Linked DNA regions of Mus musculus: region 2 is linked to region 1. A link is a contact called in public promoter capture Hi-C data. All regions are on one chromosome and are shown on one strand. The core of a region is the stretch at or near the end of the contact, and the rest is flanking DNA. Distances in the headings are between cores, read along the strand shown.

What was found. Promoter capture Hi-C pulls out the DNA fragments that hold promoters and counts their contacts.
Region 2: a promoter capture Hi-C map of liver shows a contact between it and region 1, with 4 times the contacts expected there. The contact joins two enhancer-like sites. A contact is called at or near these places in 9 of 39 promoter capture datasets (the 3T3-L1 cell line, 3T3-L1-derived adipocytes, the C10 cell line and 4 more), 2 of 15 datasets of contacts at CTCF or cohesin (CD8 T cells and large pre-B cells), 3 of 484 Hi-C or Micro-C datasets (cerebral cortex, embryonic fibroblasts and lens fibers) and 3 of 115 datasets of contacts at active chromatin or transcription factors (CD8 T cells, embryonic fibroblasts and embryonic stem cells).

What each region holds. Positions count from the first base shown.
Region 1 is chrX:142,359,466-142,365,916 of GRCm38.p6, forward strand. It overlaps Acsl4 (acyl-CoA synthetase long-chain family member 4), which reads right to left. Exons shown (of 16, transcript NM_207625.2): 2 at 922-971. Among named protein-coding and RNA genes, the nearest start is that of Acsl4, 28 kb to the right of the region's middle. Within about 2 kb of position 2,361, at least 6 of the 459 cell types and tissues checked have an H3K27ac peak or open chromatin away from gene starts, as enhancers often do.
Region 2 is chrX:142,486,374-142,492,824 of GRCm38.p6, forward strand. No RefSeq gene overlaps it. Among named protein-coding and RNA genes, the nearest start is that of Gm25915, 4.2 kb to the left of the region's middle. Within about 2 kb of position 3,843, at least 39 of the 459 cell types and tissues checked have an H3K27ac peak or open chromatin away from gene starts, as enhancers often do.

The sequences.
Region 1 (6,451 bases), core at 1,111-3,610:
ATTGATTTAGACATGTAAGAACATTCAATCTTCTGAATTTCTTCAGACTTGGAAATCAGTCATTAGCATGGAAGAACTACTTCATCTTCTTAACTTATGAACAATGAAACCAATTCTCAAAAGACCAGAAATACTAGACAGGCAACGTCAGAGCTGCTGAGCTGTCAAGTCAGAAACAAATGAGCCTGTCATTTCTCACCTATAAAATTAGAAAGTTGGATTCAGATTTCAACACATCAACATCTAGTTTTGTTTTTAAAGATAAGAGTAATGAATGACAGAGAGCTCTTTTGTTGACAGGGGTGGGTGTTAAAAATATAGCCCTACCACTTACTATGACAAATGCTCACCTCTTCGAATTGAAACTTATAGCCTTTACATTGAAGATAGCTAGCATTAAATAGAGAATTCACACCTACTGTTTCTTTTTGCCTTGCATCCAAGTCCACTGGGTAACACTGGCCTAAAAATCTACATTTGGGAACCACTGAACTAAGTAATTTTCAAGTTCTAAGTCTCAAATAGTATGACTTCAAGTGTTCTGTTGCATCTGACTCTCTGCATCCTGGTCCAGAAATATGCACCTTAGTGAAAGACAATGCCGATATTTAAATGCATACACATCAGATAAATATTCACATCCATTTGACAAATAACCACTAAGGTACAATAAGCTTCAATGTCTAAGATGTGCATAAAGGGTTACAATCAATCAGCAACTGTGTGCTTTCTACCTGGCCCCTTTCTACTTGAGTGCCATATGGGTAAAACTCTAGAAATTACATAAAGTAAGTATATTTTCCCACTTTACTTTCCCCATTATTGCCTTTTTAACATTATAGATATTGGTAGCTCTTCCCTTAATAGCTTCAAAATATGGATACAATTATACATTTTAAGTCCCAAAGGACACATACTTACAGATTTCTTCTTTCACTTTTAAGAACAGGTGTATCTCCTGTGATCTGAGTCTGCAGTGAGAGACAACATTTATTAAAACAGTGACATGGGACATGAATCTTTGCAAAAGAAAGGCAGGTGATAGCACACATTTTCTATGCCCCTTAGCTCAGGATAAGCCAGTTACCAAGGACAAAATAATCAACTACTAAGATCAGTACCTGATTCAAAGTAAAACAGGAGTTCAAGCAAGGGGGATTCTGAATGCTTGTGAGATCATGCCAAGCAAACAAGACAAGGTTTGTGAGCCCAGTTCCTTTAAAAATGTAAAACTACTCTTGTAAACTGTGTGATCTTCCTAGGTGTAGCTGATAGAAGTGAGCCGACTTCAGCTGTTGTTATTCAAGTGCCTCTATGGAAAATTATATATGTGTGTGTGTGTGTGTGTGTGTGTGTGTGTATGTATGTATGTATGTATGTATGTATGTATTTGCCATGTGTGGCCTGTCCTTGTGATTGAACACCTTACTCCTGTGAATCTTACCTCTCAGAGTAAAAAATTGTCTGATGCTCTGAATAAAGTTAGCTATTCCATGAGACTTTGTCTCCCTCATTTTTAAACCCTGCTCTCCAAGGTTTACCCAACTAGACTGGGGCAAGAAGAGAAGCAACACCTAGCACCAAATAGGAAAATAAGAATAGAATGAATGGCTACCCAGCAGAGAAAAGGAAACCGAATCACATTTTCTAATCTAGCCAATCAGAGTTTCCTACACAAGAGAACTAATCTAGAACTCTCCCAGAGTCTCCCTACAAAACAGCACCCTCTGCTCAGTCATTCTAGTCCAATAAATTCACAAGTGATTTAATACAGGAAACCTAAATAGGTTATCACAAGCAGGTCAACTGACTGATGCTGAGAAGCAGAGATGATTCTGCTAAAATTAAAAAGCAAACCTTACTCAGAATTTTTCATGAATATACAAGTGTTTTTAATAAGGAAGTTGAAATAGCTTAGCTTAGCAAACTTTTCACACACTGAAAGAATGTACTTGGTTTGTTTCTACTGAATAATAGCCTGGCAAGATGGAAAAATACAGTGTCAAATGTTTACAATTATGCAAGAAAAAGAACTGAGAAACTCTAATTCACCAAAAACAAGGGAGAAAAACCATATCCATAAAGCTAACAAGAGAGTTAACAAACAAATTTTTCCAAACAAGATCCCAAAGTATTACTAATACATAGCAGTGCTATTAAACTTCAGATAACCTTATACTAGGGAACAGACTCAAAAAACAAATCATTACAGTGTTTGGTTTGGGCCCCCTCTGGAGGGAATCCAGTCTGTTGAACAATAATTTAAAAACATTCTTTGAAAAGTCAAGTAAATACTAAACATGTGATAGCAACTATTGGACATGGTCCAGGTATGAGCTGGTCTCCTGTATTTAGTATCTGACGCATCATCAATGTTAGGTTGAAAATAAGATGTTTCAGAGATGGAGTGGAAAAATATTAGGGAAGTCAGTACATTGCTTTCAAACCTAAAAGTAAACGCAAGCCAAGCCAATTCAAAAACAATTTCCTAAGCAATAATAGTGTTTTATACATCTTATTAAGGAAATAGATAATTCTCTATTGATAAGTGCTCGTGCTTTTTTTTTAAATCTCCTATCATGAAATACAGCTTAAAAGTTTAAAATACTGAGGGCTGGAGAGATGGTTCAGCAGTTAAGAAGACTGACTGCTTTTCCAGAGGTCCTGAGTTCAATCCCCAGCAACCACATGGTGGCTCACAACCATCTGTCACGGGATCTGATGCAATCTTCTGGCGTGTCTGAAGAGAGCTACAGAATACTCATATAAAATAAAATAAATAAATCTTTTTTTAAAAGTTTAAAATATTGATGTCTAAAACAATTGCAGTCCCCGTTATATGTGAATTTTTGAGTTTTACATATTCACAGCATGTATACCAAAATATTTTGTCTAGCTGTTTTAATATTTGTATGCTTTTCATATTTTCATGCAAATTCATTATCTTCCAATTTTTCTATAACATAAGAAATATATAGTTGGGAGCTGGATAAAAGGCCTAGTGGTAGCTAAAAGTTCTTAATGCTCTTGCAGAGGACCTGAGTTCAGATCCCAGCACCCATATTGGGTGGCTTACAAGCACCTGTAACTCCAGTTGTAGGGGTCTAACAATGTCTCCTTTGGACTCCATGGACACTGTCCATACGCACAAATCGGAGAATGCCAGAAACAACAGGGAAAAAATTGAAAGTTGAATCTGGATATTGTCTCAAAGTATCTGCTCACATATGTATTGATAAAATATATTAATATTTATTACAAGTAGAAAAACAAAAGCCAGGTATGGTGGCATACACTTTAAGGAGGTAAGTAAGGTATAAGACAAGTATTCTACATGGCAAGTTCAAAGTCAGCTACATAGTGAGACCCTGTCTCAAACAAACAAAACAATAATACATAGATGTAATAGTTTGTTTTGTTAACAAGCAAAAGTATCTACTTATATTATGTTTCAAAGAAACCATTAACTAACTGAAAAGCTAAAATTCTGGTCCTTGGAAGTGCTCTTGTTAGAGAATTTAATTCACTCCCTACCCAGAATTGTGTCCCAAAGGTGCCTTTACTAGGAATACTTACACTGACACAGGCTAAAATGCCTACTCCTCTTTGAACTCCTAAAGCTCTCCAAATAGTCCTTAAGTTCAATGGTATTATCCTGTGTTATGATCTAAAGAGCAAGGACCAGGTCCTATTACCTCTGTACACCACCATCTTGTAAATAGCATCAAATATTTCATAGGATGGATAACAGAAACTAACTCCTGGTACGAGCCATTACTTTTTTCCCCACAGTTCACATCATCCTTCATTTGTTTTAAACTAGTTTTTAGGTTGGATGTTTTTTACATTCTTTTCAACAGACATTTTGAAAACATACTTAAGACAAAAGCTTATTGCTATATTTTAGAAAGATGAGAATTCACTTTAGCTAAACAAAATCTTTAGATCTTTAGTATTGAACCACAAATTTTATTTCTCATGCTAAAACTATATATGGATTGTATATATCATGACAACAGTAAATATTTCTTTGCATGGTTAAATTTTCAGTATGCTATTTATCAACTTTGAAGCCATATTTACTAATATACTAGAACCATATCTTTATCTAAGCTTACTGACAGTCTAGTTTTAATTTCAAAAGAAACTCATCCCAGCTAGTTAAGTCTATTATTACCTATTAGTTTACATAACTTCTCCCCCAGGCAATTAAACACAGCAAGCTATAGCTTTATTAAGTGTCTAAACTACAAGGTGAGTTCCAGACTTCAACTGAGACAAATTGTGGACAAATTCTACTCCTTATTAACAATGTTGGGGAATTTAGAAACCAAATAAGCAGTTATTTTAGGTATAGCCTTTCTGTGTGTAGCACAGGTTGGCAATCCTAATGCCCCAGCCTCCTAGGCGCTGCAATGGCAGGCCACAAAACACTTAAAAAATACTAGAATAGAAAGAAGTGAATCAGTTTAAAAGGGAACTCTTCATAGACACACCAGCGGAAAAGTAGTTTACCAGGATCTGAGAGGAAAGAAAATAAGGTTGTAGCAGTCAAAGAACATAAAGTTTCAGTCATAATTCCTAAAGACCTATTCTGCAATATGCTGACTAGAGATAACAAGACTGTCTTGTACACTTACATTTTTTTCAGAGGGAACTTTTTCAGAAGTATTCTGGTCAGCCATATGCAAAGAATAAGATGAGAGGAAAATTCAGATGGTGATGGATTGGTTTATTGTACAGACTGTGGTGATGGTTTTGTGGTGTGTATATTAAATATATTCAACTTTTGCCAGGTATTGATGGCTCATGCCTTTAATCCCAGAACAGGAGGCAAAGGCAGTTGAACCTCTGCGAGTCTGAGGCCAGCCTGATCTACAAAGCTAGTTCTAGGATGGCCAAGACTACACAAAGAAACCCTGTATTAAAACACATAGAGAGAGATTCATATTCATTCTCTCTCGCTCTCTCTCTCTCTCTCCCCCCCCCCCCGTTTACATGTCAATCATGGCTCAGAAACCTTAAAAAGATAGGACATTAATTCTTGTCTATTTGTAGAAGACTTGTGTGTGTGGCTATGATGTTTCTCCAACTTACAATGAATGCAAATAAGCATGAGCAGCAGTGAGCATGCACAGCGAGTCTACCCTTTCCTCGATCACAAGGCTTTGTGAGCAAACATTTCTTAAGATAGTTGACTTGAAGGAGCCTAACTTGTTCTGCTATCTGTGGCAGATCCTGCTTGACTGTTTGGAAACAACCACTAGGTAGGAGATGAGCACTGCCATTACATTGCACCAATGCAAATATCCTAGACAATAAACTGCAGAACAGCACGCACTGAACTAAGCTGCTGCCTGGCAAGGTGATGCAAGAAGTATGCTAGACTCCATGGATGAATCTAGATTTCCAAGCTTTCACTTAAAATACTAAAAAATCTGAATAGCACTTCAAGGAAGTGCTTGTTACTTGGTAAGAAAATACTATGGTCGTGTCTTTCCACAAAATTTGTAAGATTTTTTTTTTATCCAGATGTTATAAAAGTCACATAAAACATGTCTTAACCCAGATATAGCTCTCTTGTGAGACTATGCCGGGGCCTAGCAAACACAGAAGTGGATGCTCACAGTCAACAATTGGATGGATCACCGGGCCCCCAATGGAGGAGCTAGAGAAAGTACCAAGGAGCTAAAGAGATCTGCAACCCTATAGGTGGAACAACATTATGAACTAACCAGTACAGCCAGAGCTCGTGTCTCTAGTTGCATATGTAGCAGAAGATGGCCTAGTCGGCCATCAATGGGAGGAGAGGCCCTTGGGCTTGCAAACTTTATATGCCCCAGTACAGGGGAACGCCAGGGCCAGGAAACAGGAATGGATGGGTTGGAGAGCAGGGTGGGAGGAGGGTATAGGAGGTTTGGGGATAGCATTTGAAACGTAAATGAAGAAAATATCTAATAAAAAAGAAAGAAAACACACACACAAAAGAAAACATGTCTTAAATAGCTATAATCATAGAAATGACTAATATAATGAACACTACGTAATTAGAATTTTAGGAAAATATTTGTGACTTCCTCTGTGCAAACTAATAAAAATATATCTTTAGAAACAGGGTCTTAAAGTTTGGAGCTGAGACGAAAGGATGGTCCATCTAGAGACTGCCATATCCAGGGATCCACCCCATAATCAGCTTCCAAACGCTGACACCATTGCATACACTAGCAAGATTTTATCGAAAGGACCCAGATGTAGCTGTCTCTTGTGAGACTAGGCAGGGGCCTAGCAAACACAGAAGTGGATGCTCACAGTCAGCTATTGGATGGATCACAGGGCTCCCAATGGAGGAGCTAGAGAAAGTACCCAAGGAGCTAAAGGGATCTGCAACCCTATAGGTGGAACAACATTATGAACTAACCAGTACCCCGGAGCTCTTGACTCTAGCTGCATA
Region 2 (6,451 bases), core at 2,593-5,092, 130 kb after region 1:
CAGATTTCTAATTAAGTCTCTTTCCCCTTTAGCCATTCTGTGGAAACCTTAGAGAACACTTGATGATGTTTTGATGGCCATTTTTCTTTTTCTGTCATTGTTGCTTTGGTTTGATTTTTGAGACTGGGTCTCACCAGTGCTTGCTTGTCTGCAGTTTTCTACATGTGCCAGAATGGCCTTAAACTCACAGAGATTTGCCTGCCGCTGTCTCCCGAGTGCTGGGATTAAAGGTGTGTGAGCCACCATGTTCAGCTTTTGATTCTGCTTTCTTAAATTAGGGTTGCTTGAATTAAGGCCAAGTCGTTCCTCTTCACATGAGATGTTATAAGGCCCTTAAGATCAAAGAGCTCTAATGAATGTGGATGCCCTTGCATTTGGAGCATAGATATTCAGAATTGAAAGTTCATCTTGGAAGATTTTACCTTTGATGAGTATCACAAAAGAACACACATGATATGCACTCACTGATAAATGGATATTAGCCCAGAAACTTAGAATACCCATGATACAATTTGTAAAACACATAAAACTCAAGAAGAAGGAAGACAAAAGTGTGGATACTTTGCTCCTTTTTAGAATGGGGAACAAAATACCCATGGAAGGAGTTACAGAGACAAAGTTCAGAGCTGAGATGGAAGGAAGGACCACCCAGAGACTGCCCCACCGGAGGATCCGTCCCATAAACAACCACCAAACCCAGACACTATTGCAGATGCCAGCAAGATTTTGCTGACAGGACCCTAACGTAGCTCTCTCTTGTGAGGCTATGCCAGTGCCGGGAAAATACAGAAGTGGATGCTCACAGTCATCTGTTGGATGGAACACAGAGCCCCTAATGAAGGAGCTAGAGAAAGTACCCAAAGAGCTAAAGGGGTCTGCAACCCTATAGGAAGAACAACAATATGAACTAACCAGTACCCCCAGAGCTCATGTCTTTAGTTGCATATGTAGCAGAGGATGGCCTAGACAGCCATCAATGGGAGGAGAGGCCCTTGGTCTTTCGAAGATCATATGCCCAATACAGGGCAATGCCAGGGCCAGGAAGCAGGAGTGGGTGGGTTAGCAAGCAGGGTGGGGGGAGGGTATAGGGGGCTTTGGGGATAGCATTTGAAATGTAAATGAAGAAAATATCTAATAAAAAGGAAAGTAAAAAAAAAAAGATCAAAGAGCTAATGAGTATCAGGGTGACCTGGAATTGCACGTGGTAAGGACATGGGGGCATCTGCTCCAGGCCCCTCCTCAGATCAAAGGAGATTTATACTGCTGCAGATCATTCAGGGCTTTCAGTCTCTACCCTATACAAAGTAACATTAAAAGATACCATGTTACCATGGCATCACGTACTCTTAGGGTCACAGTCATATACCCACACTCCTACCACACTTCTACCGTGCCCACAGCAGCCTCACAAGAAGTGATATTCTTCTGTCCTTTACATACAACAGCAATCCCGATTTCATTTGCCAAGTGTTGGTTCTTTGCCTGCACAGTTGCCTGGTATCTCCCACTTCTGTTTTCTAAACACAACTTCAGAAGAGTAGAGAAAAGAGCTCTTACTTTTCTGCTCCCTTGTTTTCAAAACATGAAAATGGTGGGGGTTATTAAGCAATGCCTATAAAGAGTCTACTTAAAGTAGACTAATCACAAGGTGAATAATCGAGAAGTCAGAAGACACTTTCAGTCCTGTGTGGTAGACTAGTGTGTGGCCACAGCAGCTGGAAGGTGAGGCAGGATAATTGAAAGTTCAAGAGCAGCTCGGACTCCATAGTGCAGGAGTTCTTAATGCTGCAACCCTTTGATACCATTCCTCATGTTGTGGTGACTCCCAACCATAAAATTATACTACTTCATAATTGTAATGTTGCTAATGTGATGAATCACAATATAAACATCTTATATGTGACACACATCCCGCCCCCAAAGGGGTCATGACTCAGTTTGAGAACCGCTGCCATAGTGAAGTCCAGCGGGTCATCCTGGCCTGCCCAGTGGGAGCCTATTTAAAAACAAACTGCATCTCCTGAGTTTAAGAGTTCACTGATATTTTTGGAATGCTTTCATGATACAGTTCTATTACTATATTGATGAGAAGGCCCTGCTTACTGTAACACACACACACACACACACACACACACACACACACACAAAATCGATATCTATATATATCGATTTTGAGAGAGGAAAACTAACCTGTCTTTCGGGACCTATGTTTTCTAGAAATAAACCTGGGGAGATGGGATTTAGATATGATACCTTTAGAATTTTTATAATTTTATAATTTCTATATCATCATAGGTATACTGTAGCCAAAGTGCTGCATTTCATCCTGGTAGCCACAATTAGACTCTCATAACTAGTAAATAAATTTAAATTCCATTGCCTGGACTTCATTCTTCAAATCAACACACATTTATCACAAGACTTTATTAATTGCTGAATATAGGTCTGCAGGGATATTTTTTCTAGTCTTTAGTTATATACTTTATTTTTTTCCTATTTTTTTCTTCTGTTCCCTACAGTGTTAAAGATGAAACTCTAGACTCCATTCGTAACATGCTAAGATTCACTACTAAACTGTAAGCTGTACTCTCACATATTCTCCTGGTCTCTGTTTCTCCACTTTTTCTTTTGTCTGTTTTCCCCTCACAAACAGGTCAGAATAGATAAGTCAGTTTCTAATTTCTACGTGGACAACCCATTTGAACATTGTTCTTAGAATGTGACTCAGAGAAGATTCAATGGAACTTACCCTGGCCTTGTAAAAGAAGTGTTGCTAAGTCTGCTTCAGAGACCTCTTTCTGGATGAGTTGCACAGTTAGTAAAGGAAATATTTTAGATAGAAAAGCCCAGATTCCCCGACAACAGACGGAAGAGATTACTTGTTTATCTATGATGTTGATAAACCTGTGTCTTATACTTATCAAATGCAAGTACAGCAAATTTTTCCTCAGATAATTTCATTTTTAATACTAAGTGCATATTATCATTGTAAAATATGAGTCCAACATACATAATCCTTTGTACTTAACAAAGGGCCTGGAGACATTTCATTACAAAGTACAAACTTTAGTGTTTGAATTCAGATTTACTCAAATTGAAAACAAAGGTTCAGGAATTCTAGCTAAAACATAGACTAGTCTTTCTTTCTTTCTCTCTTTCTTTCTTTCTTTCTTTCTTTCTTTCTTTCTTTCTTTCTTTCTTTCTTCCTTCCTTCCTTCCTTCCTTCCTTTCTCTCTCTATTTCTCGCTCTATTTCTCTCTCTCTCTTAACTTTACATCTCAATAGAAACCCCTCTGTTCTCTGCCCAGTCCTCCTCTCATAAATGCCTCCCCTCATTACTCCCATGGGTACCAACCTACACTGGCACATTAAGTTGCAGCAGGACTAAGCACATCCTCTCCCACTGAGGCCAGACAAGGCAGCCCAGCTAGGGGAAGGGGATCCACAGGCAGGCACCAGAGTCAGGGACAGCCCCAACTTCAATTCTTAGGGGATTCATATGAAGATCAAGCTGTACACCTGTTATACATGAGCAGAGGGCCTACATCAGTCCCATGTATGCTCTCTGTTCGGTGGTTCTGTCTCTGAGAGCCCCAAGGGTCCAGGTTAGTTGGTTCTGGATGTTTTATCATGGAGTCCTTGATCTCTCAGTCTCCCTAGTAACACCCCACAAGATCAGAAGGTACCCACTTTACCCTGTTGTACTATTTTTATCAGGAGAAGGACCACTAGGAAAAAAATAGGGCAAAGTTCAAATGACATCTGTGTAAGGTTTGTTCAGGAGTTCAATCTTGGGACATGCTCTTTGCTTTCATAAGCTCATTGTGCAATGCCACAATTCCAGAGAGGTGGCTGCTGGATAAATGTCAGGGGGCGGGGTTCCTTTCATGTGTAATGTGGAGGAGTTCTATTTGCTTTGCACAGCTCGAGTTCTGGGAAAGGAAAGATGCCTTTACTCCTGAGAAATCCATTTAAATGTAAACTCAGACTGCAGGTTCAGGGGAAAAAATGAGTCATAAAAATCTGTTGATGAGATCTGCTGCCAGGCATCCTGCACACTGCTTTTGTTTTCAGCGTCCATTTGTGTGTGTGTGTGTGTGTGTGTGTGTGTGTGTGTGTTATAACGGTGAGGGAAGCTTTATGAACACGGGTGAAGCACCTCCGCTTCTCCCTTACTTTCCTCATGCTCGGCTCCACCCTCACCTCTAAGCCTAACCCAGACAGGCCTTTAGTGAATCAAACCATGAGTCACTTTGCAAAGTTGTCCTTTAGGCTATCCTTAACGCACTCTGTGGTTTGAAACCATTACTAAATTATCCCCCAAATCATGGTGGACTTAGGATGCTTTGCTAGCTCTTCTCACTTTTTTTTTCCTGAATAGGCCTTGAACAGGTAACTTCACTTATGCCAACAGACACATCAGCAGGGCCCTATGGAGCCATTTGACACCAAAGATAGTTAAGGATCTTTATCTTCCCTATCCAACAGATGCTAGGAACCTGTTTCCTCTCTTTATCCAAGCATCTATTTCAAGGCGTCTCTTTATCAGTATATCGCCCCCATGAACCCATAGCCCTTACATCCTTCTCCGTGCCAACCCCGTCCCCCTCAATACAATATTGATTCAACTTGATTGGGGTAACTAAACCCTGGGATGAATCTTAGAAGCTAAAGGTGAGAGGAATCTCATAAGACAGAATAGCAAAGAGATAAAGGAAGAAGACGGTGCCATATCCAAGCAGCTAGTCTTAATTTATCAGCTAATCTAAATGCATCCACAAGCACATTGCTTTCTTTTTAACTTCCACAGCTAAAGCTCCAGGTACTCTGTCCTTTCCTGCCTCTCTCCATTCATCCAGCGCAGTAACCACTTGTTCTCAGCCCTCTGCTGCTGAGTGGGAACTCCCAGCGCACAAGGTCTTAGCTATATACTGAGGTCATTGCCCTTTCAGAAGATTTGCCTAACAGAGGTGGGTGCAGGGCGTTGGAGAGAAAACAACAACAACACCACCCAGAAAAGGTTAGAGGAAGGGATTTGGGGCACTGGAGAAGGGGGGCTGCCCTGTGGCATAAAGGAAGCATGATTAAAGAGATTAGCTGCTCATCAATCAGAAAGACGGGCAGGACAAGGAAGACTTAGAAAACTTTACAACCAAGAAGAACCTCTGGGTAGAGTGAACACTGAATGCAAAAGAAAGAGAAGAATTACTTTGAGGTCTGTAAGGTGAGTTAAGATCACCTCAAAAGAAGTCTGAGTTTACATAGAAGGAACACTAGAGAATTCACTACCACAGCACAAGCAACACAAGATATGTCACATCTGCAAATGACCCAGAAAGAATCATTATTGCCAGCATTCTGAGAAAGATATGCAGGGGGTCAGGAGTTTGAGAACAGCTCAAAATTGGAGGTCAGCCTCGAAAATGGCAGTGAGTCACAGTGTCAAGTTTCTGCATAGTTTTCAGTTCTGTTTCGTTTTCTTTTTGTGACATCCCAGGCTGGCCTCAAACTCACTACTCACTGCTTAAGTAGCCAAGGATGACCTTGAACTCTTGGTTCTCCCACCTTTAGTGATCAAGTGCCAGTGTCACCAAGATGCGATTTCCCCATTGAGTCTTTTCCATCTTTCTTTCTTCTTTCTTTCTTTCTTTCTTTCTTTCTTTCTTTCTTTCTTTCTTTCTTTCTTTCTTTCTTCCTTCCTTCCTTCCTTCCTTCCTTCCTTCCTTCCTTTCTTTCTTTCTTTCTTTCTTTCTTTCTTTCTTTCTTTCTTTCTGTTTGTTTTGACACAGCATTTTACTATCTAGCTGAAGCGGTCCCTTGATATCTCCCAAAGGCTGGTATTATAGGCAGGCGCCACCATAGTTGGCCAATTTTAGGTTCTTAGACAATGTAGTGAAGATAATATATCTGGATGTTACACCCAGAGGAGAATGCAAAGTTATGCTTTCAAAACATATTTTGGATAGATTTCAAATAATATTTCTACAGCCTTTCAAGCTATAAAAAGATTTTGGACAAACATTTCTGGCTAGGTTGAAAATCTAAGTAGGCTGGAATAAAACAAAATCATGATCAAAAAACAAAGATCCTAGATAAAAAAAATATGAAACTCCAACACACTTTATTTTTGTTAAAATTAATGGAATATTTGGGGTAGTCATCAAGCCTGTCAGAAAACATCAGTGGTAAATGTGAGCAACATTCATTCAGATGGTAGAGCTGTTCTTCTCAGGGTCACTTCTACAGTGGTATGGAGCAAATAAAAGGGGCTTTTAAAAAACCTTATAACACATATAACACAGTGAGAGGGCAGAGAGGGGAGTCAGGTTGTGGAAACAATCAAAATAGAGAACCATTTAAAGAATCTTATTTTCTTTCTTTCTTTTCTTTTTTATTTTTGTTTGTTTGTTTTTTGTTTTTCGAGACAGGATTTCTCTGTGTATCCCTGGCT